Linked DNA regions of Mus musculus: region 1 is linked to region 2. The links are chromatin contacts, called in public Hi-C maps. All regions are on one chromosome and are shown on one strand. Each heading gives the region's core, a stretch centred on a gene start, on an enhancer-like site or on the middle of the called end of the contact. The rest is flanking DNA. Distances are from core to core; before and after follow the strand shown. Region 1 holds the start of Rcc1l (reculator of chromosome condensation 1 like). Region 2 holds the start of Ubc (ubiquitin C).

Region 1 (2,700 bases), core at 78-2,577, 8.8 Mb after region 2:
CTTGTAGGGCAAAAACCCTTGGGTTCCCCGTCCCCAGCACCACTTAAACCAGAAACGGTTGCACACGGCTATAATAACAGCATTTCGAGGGTAAAGACAGGGTCTCACTGTGTAGCCCAAGCTAGAGTACAACTTGTGGCAATCCTCTTGTCTCAACCGTCCAGTCCAAGTCCTGGGACTACAGATGTGAGCCACCACGGCTGCCGGGCTGAGCCCTTTTGAAAAGTGAGCCTCTTCCCCGCCCCCCCTTTTTGACAGGGTTTCTCTGTGTACCCCTGGCTGTCCTGGAACTCTGTAGACCAGGCTGGCCTCGAACTCAGAAATTAGCCTGCCTCCGCCTCCAAGTGCTGGGATTAAAGGCGTGAGCCACCTTAGAAGCTCCATGGGCAACCTCCTATTTCCCCTCTAACCGCTCAGATGAGCATCTCCTTTTCCGGCTGCCCATCACTGACTCTAGCCGACACACCTCCGACCTGTGGAATGTCCCGTCCCTCAAGGGAGCTGTCTAGTCTAAGTTACAAATACCACCATTTACACCCAGCTGTGGGGCCCTGGACCTTACTTGACCTCTCTGCTACTCCCTTTCATCCTCTGTAACTGGGAGGTGACAGCTCCGGCCTTTTGGGGGGGGGGGGGGCCTGAGCGAATGATCTAAGGGCAGAATCCTTGGTGCGATTGTCAAGCTACGCCAATGGGCAAGAAAGTAAGGGAAGACACCAAACTCTCTCGAGCCACAAGCAAACTGCTAAAAATGCTGAACGAGACCCCAAGATCCACAGACGTGATAAACAGGCTCAGCAGTGAAGGACGGAGCACTGGGAGAAACAGACTTCTCGGCAGCCACCCCTCATGCCTCCCTCTGCAGATCCCGGGATCTCGGAGGTCATTGCTCCCGGAAATCCGGCCACGCGGGGAAGAAAGTTCCCTAAGAGATGCCAGCGAGGATGCCACTGCCCCCACCTTATGATCCAGCTCCAGGCGGTAGGGGACCGGCTGGATCCTGCGTCGGGGCCGCAGGCCGGCGCGCGGTCCAGGCCCCGAGGACGGCACCACGAAGCTGGGCACCCCGAGCGCCCCGGAGAAGCTGAAGCCCCAGACGAAGACGCGATCGGCGCGAGCCGCGCGCTCGCCCACGTACTGAAACACCGGAACGTCCGCCTCGGCCTCGGCCGCTTCTCGCCGGCTCCGCGAACGGCCGGCCGGTGTCCAGTGCTCGCGAGCCGGTGTCGGCCACCTCGGCCGCGGCCCCCGCAGAGCCCGGGCCGCCGCCAACATCCTCCGCGTCACGCCTCAACCGCTTATGGGCGCCGCCATCTTGTGTCACCCTTGACCTCTAGCCTGGCGGAAGTAGATACGGCCATGCTTACTACTGGCTGAAGGCGACGCGCTAAGGGAAAGACAACCATGTTTACTATTGGCAGATGATTACTACTCCAGGAAAGCAAAGACTTGAGAAGGCTATGGCTTCACCGTCTATCCATGAGTAGGGGACTTAAATGAGTGTCAAGCTATTATTTGAAGATGTCTGTGAAGTGTTCTATGATTCTTACTGCCCCTTTTTAAATTCTGTGTGTGTGTGTGTGTGTGTGTGTGTGTGTGTGTGTGTGTTAGTTTTGGTGTGGAGTTACTTAGGTGGAGCTGGGAATTGAACCCAGGTCCTCACACATCCTTAGGGTATAGGTTAACACAGACTACTCTCCCAATTCCAAGAAGTGTTTTGTATAAATACTGAAAGGAGACAGAGGGAACATCCTAGATGCTTATCTCATGGAAGCAAAACTGGGGAAGGTAGCTGGGCACAGTGGTTCACACCTGTAACCCCAACTTTAGGCTGAGGCAGGAATATTGCTGCAAATTGCAAACCACCCTAGAAGAAAGAAAACCTATTAATATATATGGTTTGTTTGTTTGTTTGTTTGTGACAGAATCTCATTATTTAGCCCTAACTGGCCTGGAACTTGCTTTGTTCCTGTAGACCAGGATAACTCAAACCTGCCCCTGCCTCCTGAATGGTGTGTGCCACCATACCCAGCACTGATTGGTTGATTTAGTTTATTTTAGGCGGTTTTATTTCATGCATATGGGTACTTTACCTGCATGTATATCTGTGTACCCTGCGTGTATAGTGTCTGTGGAGGCCTCAGAAGAGGGTGTTAGATTCTCTAGAACTGCAGTTACAGTTGATACCCCACTCCCACACACCCCCATGTGAATGCTAGAATTAGAACTCTGGTCCTCTGGAAGAGTAAACAGTATTTTGTTTTGTTTGTCATTGTTGTTGCACAGTGTTCTTAACTCTTGAGCCCTCTCTCCAGCCCTCTAATTGAATATTTTTCTAAGACAGGGTCTCACTCTGTAACCCAGGCTAGCCTCTACCTCACTACAGTTCTCCTACCCCAGCCTCCCAAGTGATGGGATTACAGACCCATGCCAGTGTGCCAGGTTCAACCCTGATTAAACTACACCTGGCTTCCAGGGGCCCTTCTTACTTCCTTTAGATCTCAATTCCAGCATGAAGGCTACACAGAGAAATTCAGTCCCTGAAATAAAGACTACAGTCCATGGCAGGGCTTCCTAAAAGTTATCCCCTAATACAGAGTGGATCCTTCCCCCCGAACTCCCTTTGCTCATCCTTAGTGTGTATTTCTTGATAAACAGGAACGTACTAATTAGTTTTCCTTCAGATGGGTCTCATGTAGC
Region 2 (2,700 bases), core at 132-2,631:
TACTACTGCAAAACTAAGTCTGAGCCCATGCCTATCGCTGACCTCAGCACTGGGGACACTGAGGTGGGCAGATCTCTAACTGGAAGGTCAGCCAGAGACAGTGTAATCCTGCCTCAACTCTCCTTCCCCCAAAAGAACACCAAACTTTTGTCTGAACGATTAAAATTAGTCTGGAGTGGTGGTACTGGCCTTGGACCTCATCACATGGGGTGGTAGAGGCAGAGATTTTGACAGTTTAAAAAAAAACACCCTTGTCGCAGGACAATGGTGGTGCCTTTCGTCCCAACACTTGGGAGGCAGAGGCAGGAGGATTTCTGGGTTCGAGGCCAGCCTGATCTACAGAGTGAGATGCGGGACAGCCAGGACTACATAGAGAAACCGTCTCGAACCCCCCCCCCAAAAGTTTCAGTAGTCATAGTTGTACAGCGACATTCTTAAAACGAAACAGGACAAGAATGGCTCACATTTCCCCTCTGAATTTCCGGTTCCTGTTTACTCTGGAGAGGCTACCGGAGGCCGAGACCCAAACCCTGTCCTACAACCGAGGGAAAGCTAAAGTCAAGATAGTGACGTCACTATCCATTAGGAGGCCACGCAACCCGCGACGTCACAGGGGGCGGCAGGCCAGGCAGGCTGAACCGCCGCCCAACCCCCTTCCGGTCTCGATCGCACTTCCGTCTTTCAGCAAACGAACGGACGAACGCCGGGCCAATCGACCTCTCGGGCCAGCCCAATATCCACGGCTCTCACAGCAGAGGCTCCTACGGCGCGCAACCCTAATTCAGTCCCCACCCCACAGTCTCCGACGTCCCCGGCTTAACCGGAGGGCAGCGGCCTCGCGGGCCTTTTTCCTCCCCCAACCTCGTCCTGCGCGTCAGAGCCCCGCGTCTTCCCCCTCAGGCTTCCATCTGGCCGCCATCTTGCCGCCCAGTCCTCTGCCTCGGGGCAGCCGCGGTCCGCGCGGGCCACGGAAACCAAACGTCTGGGCCGCGGGGCTGCCTCTCGCCCCGTCTCGCCTCCAGCCTCCCGTCCCCGACCGGGTGCGGCGGCTTTCTCCTCACCAGCGGTGGTGGCGGCAGTCCTCACACAGCAGACGGAACTCGCAGTCTCCACGGAACTAGCTGCGGCACGCCCGGCGTCTCTTTATATAGTCACCGAAGCCCCGCCCCCCCCCTTCCGCGCGGTCCCTCCGCGGGCAATGCGGTCAGGGACTACTTTGTAACGCCGGGTCCAGTCTCGGCAGCGAAAGCGACAGGCTAAAACTATCAAGGTACCTCTCTCACGGAGTTGTTTCACGGTGGCGTCCAGAGATTGAGGGGCTTTGTGTGGGAGGGCAGGGCTGTGACCTCGGGCGACTCCGCGGAGGGATCAGCGCGCGTGAGACGATCGGCACGAAAACACGGCTGGGATCACTGAGGCCGGAGCGGGCCTTGGCGCAGGCGCCCTGCGGCTTCGCGGCCTGGCGCCCCTAGTCAGGCCACCACCCCCCACCCCCCCTGTTTTCTTTCCGCGCTAGGGGGACCCAGGGCTTTGGCTCCTGTCACACTGGGATCCCATTGGTGACCTCGCCTCCTCAATCCCCTCATCCCCGGCGGGTCACTATGCCCAGCCCTCACTGTTTTGGCACAGTGACAGGGTGGATGACTGTGCAAATCTCCTAACAAGGAAAATGACAAAGGGTTTTTAATAAATTTAAAAAAAAAAAATACGAAGGAGGGAATCTCTCCCCGATTTGGAAAAACGAATCTGAGTTTGTCAAGGAAAGCAGACAGTCTACACAGTTCTTGAAAACTGTTGGCATTAGATCTGAAGCCCAGCAGAACCTGATCTTTCCAGATTTTTCCTAAACCTTGTGTCCTTGGATTCGAGAAGGTTCTATGTTTTCTATGTGCTTGTCACTAAGTAAAGGTCAAAATTTCCAAATGTTGTTCATATTTGTTGTTCATATTCTGAGACTGAACCCACTGAAGCCCTGATTTTTAAATTTTTGTTGTTCAGATGGGGGTTTCTCTGTGTAGCCCTGCCTGTCCTGGAATATGCTATGTAGACCAGGCTGGTCTCAAGTTTATATAGGTCCTCCTGCCTCTGCCTCCCAAGTATGGTCTACAGATCAAGTTCCAGAATGGCCAGGGCTACACTTGACTTGAAAAACCAAAAACCAAACAAAAAACCCCCACAAAAACAAAAAAGCACAAATGTGCACGTGTAGTACAATGTTCAGATTACAGCAAGCATATATCCCACTTATACGAATCAAATTATTCAGGGTTTTTTTTGTTTTGTTTTGTTTTGTTTTTTTTTTTTTGGTTTTTTGAGACAGGGTTTCTCTGTGTAGCCCTGACTGTCCTGGAACTCACTTTGTAGACCAGGCTGGCCCCGAACTCAGAAATCCACCTGCCTCTGCCTCCAAAGTGCTGGGATTAAAGGCCTGCGCCACCACTGCCCAGCTCAGGTTTTTGAAATGTAAGGCCTAAGACCTTAGAAGGTAAGAATTGAATCCCTGATGGGGAGAGATGGCTCCCCAGTAGGAACAGGTCTTTTTCCAGAGTACATGAATTCAATACCCAGCAACCCTGTCAGGCAGCTAGCTTGTGACTCCAGCTTCAGGAGGGTCCAATGTCCCTAGGGACACTTTCACATACATGTGGCACACACTTAGATGGACACACACTATTAAATGCCTTTAATCTCAGCATTTTT

What was found. A called contact is a pair of places that touch in the nucleus more often than the background predicts.
Region 1: a contact with region 2 is called in a Hi-C map of B cells, with 5 read pairs. The contact joins the promoter of Rcc1l here to the promoter of Ubc in region 2. A contact is called at or near these places in 1 of 39 promoter capture datasets (cranial neural crest) and 1 of 484 Hi-C or Micro-C datasets (B cells).

The regions. Positions count from the first base shown.
Region 1 is chr5:134,175,440-134,178,139 of GRCm38.p6, forward strand. Rcc1l (reculator of chromosome condensation 1 like) reads right to left here and starts at 1,328. Exons shown (of 11, transcript NM_033572.2): 1 at 961-1,328. The coding sequence starts at 1,275.
Region 2 is chr5:125,388,636-125,391,335 of GRCm38.p6, forward strand. It overlaps Ubc (ubiquitin C), which reads right to left and starts at 1,382. Exons shown (of 2, transcript NM_019639.4): 1 at 1,275-1,382.